Linked DNA regions of Capsicum annuum: region 1 is linked to region 2. Evidence: chromatin contacts called from public Hi-C data. All regions are on one chromosome and are shown on one strand. The core of a region is the stretch at or near the end of the contact, and the rest is flanking DNA. Distances in the headings are between cores, read along the strand shown. Region 1 holds the start of LOC107855037. Region 2 has its middle 14 kb from the start of LOC107855007.

Region 1 (3,602 bases), core at 124-2,623, 110 kb before region 2:
GACATAATATTGGACTAATGTTTCTCCAGAATCAGTTTTAATAGGAACTCCAGCACCATAAGCACTCCATTCATCATAACAATTCCAAAGATCACCCAATGTAAAATATTCAACTTTTTCTCTTTCCCATGGATGCCATAACCTATTCAAATTCCTCATCTCACTCTGCACATCAAAAATAAATAAATTAGTAATTACAGCATATAACAAATCACATTTAAAAGGCATCGGTGCACTAAAAGCTCCCGCTACACGCAAGTTCCAGAGAAGGGTCAGACCGCAACAGTCTATTGTATGCAGCCACACCTTGCATTTTTTTGCAAGGGCTGTTTACACAGCTTGAACACGTTACCTCACTTTACCGCTACTCCGAGGCTCCCCTTAGTATAACAAATTACGTTCATAAAATTAAAACAAAAAACAAATACAGATTAAACAAAAATATTGATATGGCCAGGACAACATGATTATAAAAAAAAAAAGTACCTGGGGTAGAAACTGGGAAGGGACTAATGGAGTTGTGCATTCCAAGAAACAATTAAGGTTTGATTGCAGTGACCCTTTTTCCTTTTCCATTATGCAAGAAACAAAAACAAGAAACAGAGAGAGAGAAAGAGATATCAAACTGTTTCTCTCTCTAAATTCTTTGAAGAAAATATTGACACAGAGGAGAAGAGAAAAACAAACAAACACAAAAGAGTAGAAATTGGAGAAAATAGAAAGAGAAATAGAAAGAAAAAAATACGGGATTTTGTACGATGTGAATAAATTGAGAATATAACTTTCTATATACGAAGTGAAAACATAATAAAAAAATACATGTTTTGACGTTTGGACAACTAATTAATTATTACACGAAAATATAAAAAAGGAAGATAAAAAGTCTTGAAAAAGTCTCTATTTTTTCTATCTTTTTCCGGTCACCGCAAAACCAACAATTCAGGCGTAAATTCCTATCTTCAGTCAAAACCCATTAAAAAGTTTCAATTTTTCTTACATTAAACTTAAAGAAAATACAAACACAAGAGAAAAAAAATAATTCGATACACTAAAGCTTTCACTATACACAAAATATAGAAAAGACCAAACCATAAGGTCTATTTTACGGAAAATAAGAGTCTTGTGTTGAAATTCAAATGAAAATAAAAGCGACCCACAAAGCAAAAACAAACAAATTGTGTACACAACAATTGCTTTGCAGCTTCTCTGTTTTTTTTTTTTTTTTTTAATGTTTAAGGAAAATGATGCAAAAAAAGCAAAACAGAATTAGGAGAAGGAAAAATGTCTAGCGTAATGTAAGAGAGAGAGATAAAGATAGAAAATGAGGAGAAAAGTTTATGATAAAAACGTTTGTGTTCACGCGAAGAAACAAAGCGTCTTTCTTTCACTTTGTATACTGTTATATAAAGATAGACAAAGTGACGAGGAATCCTAGATTAAATGGTAAAGTTATTATTACGTGATTAAATAGGTATTTGGTCATAATTTTTATTTTTTTAATTGTTTTTGAAATATCATTTCATTTTAGTGAAAATAGTCATATTTTATTTCTATTTTTCTCATAAAATTTTAAACACAATTCTAATTTACGATCAAACACAACATTAATTTCAACTTGAATTTTAATTTTTATTTTCATGACCAAACGAGGCCTAAAAATATAAAGTAAAAATATGTTTAATAGATTCTTATGATTGGATCTTTTACAAATCAGCACCTAATGAAGGGAATGTTTACCTTTTTTAATATCTTTTTAAACCTAGATTTTATCTTTATCTAACAACCTACAACACTAAAAAGGGGGTCAAAATCATTTTCCCTCACTAACTTTTTCTTAAAAATCAAACTCCCCCTTTGAACAATAATCATACTCCCTCTTTTATTTTAATTGACTTTTTAAAATTTTTATTTTACCTTTTATCATCAATTTTTTTATTTTTTTTTTCAAACTTCTTTAAAATCATCATATTTCATTTAAGAAAAAATTCATATAACAAATTTCTCATAAAAACATAAACATTATTCATACAACAAAATTTTCATAAAAACATAAATATTATCTTCTAGAAAAAAAAAGTAAGAAATATATAAGCTAATGATGATCTTTATGAAGTAAATTAGCATAATAAGAAAATTAGTTTTATTAATAATAATCAAAGCTATAATATTTATTTTAACAAGTGAAAATAATAAGTACTACTAATTTTGTAAACAATTTTAATGCAGAAAATACAAATAATAAATGAAAGAGATAAGCTTCAAGTACCACCTCGAACTATGGTCAAAGTTGTTATGATACATTCCAACTTAACAAGGGTCCTATTATCCCGTGAACTCAAATTTAGCTTATTTTTATCATTTTTTGTGCTAATATAGCACCTTTATTACATAAAATGGAGTCCATATTAAAGGTGTCATGTCATCTAAAACGATTGACAAAAAGTGTCACGTTAGCTAAAAAGATTGACAAAAATACGCTAAATTTAGTTTAAGGGGTAATAGGACCCCCATGAAGTTGACGTGTGTCGTAGTAAATTTGGTCATAGTTCGGGGATACTAGATGTTTTTCTCGAATAAAAATAAGGTCAAATTTTAAAGATTATATTTATTTATATAAATTATAAAATATGTAATACTCTATTAATGACAATCACAACTTATTTACTGATATAGACAATAGATAATATCGTTTCTTATCACTTGATCCTCATGCTAAAAATAAATGTTTTAATTTATTTGCTCAATTTGTGAAATCAAGAGAATTGAATTATATATATTTTTTACACTTTAGTGTTAAATAACTATATAAAGTAATAATATAGACAAATTTAAAGTTTCAAATTATCATTAATAAGGTTAATTTAGCAAAATATACCTCTAACTAATTTTTCTTAAGGATTGTGTTATATCAACAAAAACTTAAGTAATACGAAATAAATTTAGTAAGAGAGTGATAAAATTCGAAAATATACGCACATGCATGTACATACATATGTATATATACACACTTAGGGTGGGTTGTTTGGAAACAAGTTATTCAGGGATTCGTTATTACAAAATAAGTTGTACTAATATGTATGTGTGATAATTTATCTCATCAGTGTGGTAAAATGGTGCGATAAATAATTTTAAAATACCTAATACATCTAATTAAACGCATGATAAATAATCATGAACTTTATTTTTGAATTATTATAATTATACCTCACACCAAACAACTCTTTAATACATATAATACTAAAATAACGATCTTAAAAATAATATTGAATTTTGTGATAAATTTATAAAATGTATTAATTTGCGTATAAAGTTAATAAACTTAAATAAAATTCTATAAATATCCATGTTAAAAAAATATTCATTACATATAATATAAAAAGATATTATATAAATATAGAATTAAAATTATAAGGATAAAATAGATATTGTATGGAATAAAGGAAAAGTATAATTATTATTCAATGTTGAGGGGAGTTTGATATTTTAATCAAAATGGGGGGTTTCACCCTAATCCAAATATATGTTGTTTTTTAATCAAGAAGGTTGATTTCTTTTTTATCATAAACCATGGAATTCCGTTAAGAAAAGATTATAGCCAATTC
Region 2 (3,521 bases), core at 851-3,350:
TGATACTTCAGGACATTCCCCGGTGAATAAATACAAATGGTCTTGGGCCATTCTCCGGCTAAATGATCAGGAGGATTTGGCCACTTATATTTTACAATGATGATCAGAATAAATAATTTAAGGGGTAATAATATCATTTAATAAATTAATACTTCTATTGAAGATCTTGCATTACTAATACATGAAAAATGGTGTGTATTACCAATACATACCTCAATACACAATAGAGTATATGATTAGTACAAGTATTAGTTATGATATCAAACAATTAACTAATGCATGCATTATATTTTTAATACACTCTACCAAACGACCCTTAGTCAATTATTATTACTTAAAAAATCTTGTTGAGAATGTTTCACCTAATGGACTAAAACTTGCCACATAAAAACGGGTCTTAGATAAATAACAATAAAATCATTATCACAAATTATGTGTTTAAGGGAAAATCTTAGTACCTTAGTTGGTTAGTTATCTGAACTTCCATCTTATTAGTGAGGGTTTGATTCTCCACATTGTAATTTCCTCTCCCATTTCGTTTGATTCTCCACATTGTAATTCCCTCTCCCATTTCCCTTCCCCTAACCCCATTTAAAAAAAAAAAAAAGTGTTTAATAACGTAGGGACACATGCACGGTTCCAAACCGTGTCCTTAATGAAAGTACAAAATATAATCAAACCTTTATATACGTATATCATTTGTTTTGATATTTTTTTAAAATTATGTCACTGAAAACTATTATAATATAATAAAATGTGATAATAACGAAAGTATTTAGAGAAGTCCGACTGCATATAAAATGGAGCAATAGTTAGTCAACTGAGAAATAAATTTCCTCAAGAAATCCCAAGAATTACACCTTTTTTTTGTTTGTCAATTATAATTTTTACTTATCTATTTTGACATATCAAGATAGATTTATTATTTCTTTTTGATATTGACCTAAAACGTAATTATATTCAAACTTTTCTTTTTTAAAAAAGTATAATTAATTCAAGTTGTTGAAATAGCTCTTTGTAAAAATGTTAGGTGAGACTGCGGACAATAGACTCTTGTGGTTCAATCATTTTCCGAATTTCATGCATAACAAGAATTTTAATGTATTGAGTTTCCTTTTTTTTTTTATAGCCTTTTTTTTTTATAATCAGTATATGCAAATACAGTAAAACGATCAACTTATTTATTGATTTTCCAAAAAGAAGTGTCAAATCAAAAATACATAAGTAAAAGGAAATGAGAAATTAATGTAATTTTCCTTTTTTGCATGGTATGAAACTATGAATCAAATCATAATGTCCATTCATTTAAATGTCAGTAACTATATTACATTGTCTTTTTCTACGTTTTGTTTTTGGTTAACTTACGTCCAATAATTTTTAATTTTATTTTTTTGGACAGTGACATCAGTAGGATTTTTTTTTCAACAACATAGCCAAAAGATTTGATGGTTTTGGCCCGTAAAATGGGGTAAAGCATTAATCTAGTTTAAGAAATTACGTTCAACTTTTTAGGATAAAGTTGAAATTGTTGTCCAATTTTTAAGTCAAAAAACGATTAACTAGTGTACACGCAGTGTGCTAATCATATGATTTGAAATTGGAATTCTGGGAATCATTTTACATTTTCCACATAATTGATTTATAAATTGTTTGCTTCACATTCAATATACAAGAACAAGATCGACAATATGAAGTGATTAATAGCTTAGTCAGATGTAAAACCTTGTGATTTTAATTATTAATATACTCCCCTCTGTGCGTTTTTCCTTATCATTTTTTCACACACCCCTTAACAAAAGTAGTAACTAAAAGAATAATAATTTGATTAAATTATTTTTATTTACTCTTTAATCTAAAATCTAAATATAAGAATACTTTGCTCTCCTTTTCAGTTTTCACTACATTAATGATCTCTTTATTGAATATGATCAAGGACAAAAAATCATTTCATCTTAATTTTTTAAAAATATTATGATGAATCATTTTAATAAACGCGACAACTTATAGAAGTCGGAGTAATGATTACCTATTTTTTGTCTCGTTCCATCGTCCAAATGAGATCGTATGATATGTTTACCCAAATAAAAAAGCATATGATATGAGAATATTCTTTTAGGATTCCTACATATATTAAGATTTTTGGCCCACGTAGGTCCCTAGCAATTAGTAATCTATTACTCCAGAAAAATAATACTCCTATGGTTTCTTTGTTTAACAAACTTATTTGATACACACCTTAAGGAAGAAAAAAAATTATATTTTTTACATATAATAAATATAATATTTTAAATAATCAATAATTTTTAATATTAGAAATAAAATGAACATAAATAAATAAATAAATTATATATTAACCCTTTAAATTAAAAAAATATTATTAAATATTTATTTTTATTAAGACGGATAAATAAAGAAACGGGAGAGTAATATTACTTCCATGCATGCCAAATTCTTTTTTTTTTTTTTTTTGGTTAACATGCATGCCAAATTTACAGGCTGCAAATATAGAATAGCCAAAACATGAGCGAGTTTCCTCAAAACAGAGTTCATACTTAGTATAACATCTACAAGTAAACTTGAAATAATTTATCAAGGCTAGCTCAGGATCGATCTTGTAATGTTATAACTTGTGTTGAACAACTATGTATAGTTCAGATAAGGGAACAGTAAAATTATTGACTATTATCATATTATTATATGGTTCCTAACTTGACTATAATTTGCATTTGTTGAATGGGTATTATTATGGGCTGCTAATTACTATGAGACCTTTTGTTACTGCATCCCCAATCCATCTTATCTCAAAGGTTTTGACAATTTCATTTTTTTGGCATGCAGAACCTAACTTTACAAATTACAATCATGGCGTGATTACTGCTTAAATTACAACACGTCTTTCAAGAGAATGAAAAAGTAGGCAGGAACAAAACCACTGGCTCTTTCAGACTTATGCTACCACATAAATATATGTACCATTTTTCTAGAATATGGTATTTAGTTAGAATATTTATATTTAATTTCTTAATTATAGTAAGTCTAATACTTAATGTAATGCACGCACGCACGCACTTTTTTTTACCCCTCCAACATAATTAATTAGGAGCTTTTACCATTTTTGTCCCCTTAACTACTCAAACCCATGACCTTACAATTGGAGGTGAGAATGTTTAGCATTCGAATAACCCCTCGTTATCGAATTATAGTGCATGATTAGTAGCAATAGCGCGCATAGCTATAACTCGTGATGTGTAGATTAGATGTACGTAATGAAATTGAACCTAGCATATACATACAAAATTAAAGTCCTGTCCTAGCGAAGTGAATAAAAGCAAGGAGACCAAAATACAAATAGCTCGTCCCAACGGTGGGCGGTGTGTCCACTGGATATAATAAACTATAATTTGAATGGAAGATTCCTTGATAAGTTCAAAATGCTAGACGTACAAAAACCTATACTTTTTTTTTGTCTGTTATAGCTGCTAACTATAATTTGTTGATATGCAACATCATATATGCCATAC

The links. Hi-C and Micro-C count contacts between places; a contact is called where the count stands out from the background.
Region 1: a Hi-C map of leaf shows a contact between it and region 2, with 2.6 times the contacts expected there. The contact joins the promoter of LOC107855037 here to the enhancer-like site in region 2. A contact is called at or near these places in 3 of 5 Hi-C or Micro-C datasets (leaf and placenta).

Annotation. Positions count from the first base shown.
Region 1 is chr7:203,795,271-203,798,872 of UCD10Xv1.1, reverse strand. It overlaps LOC107855037, which reads right to left and starts at 1,373. Exons shown (of 6, transcript XM_016700027.2): 1 at 487-1,373; 2 at 1-165. The coding sequence starts at 576.
Region 2 is chr7:203,685,145-203,688,665 of UCD10Xv1.1, reverse strand. No RefSeq gene overlaps it. Among protein-coding and RNA genes, the nearest start is that of LOC107855007, 14 kb to the right of the region's middle. Within about 2 kb of position 2,100, at least 2 of the 5 cell types and tissues checked have an H3K27ac peak or open chromatin away from gene starts, as enhancers often do. A contact at or near this core is called in leaf, where this site is marked.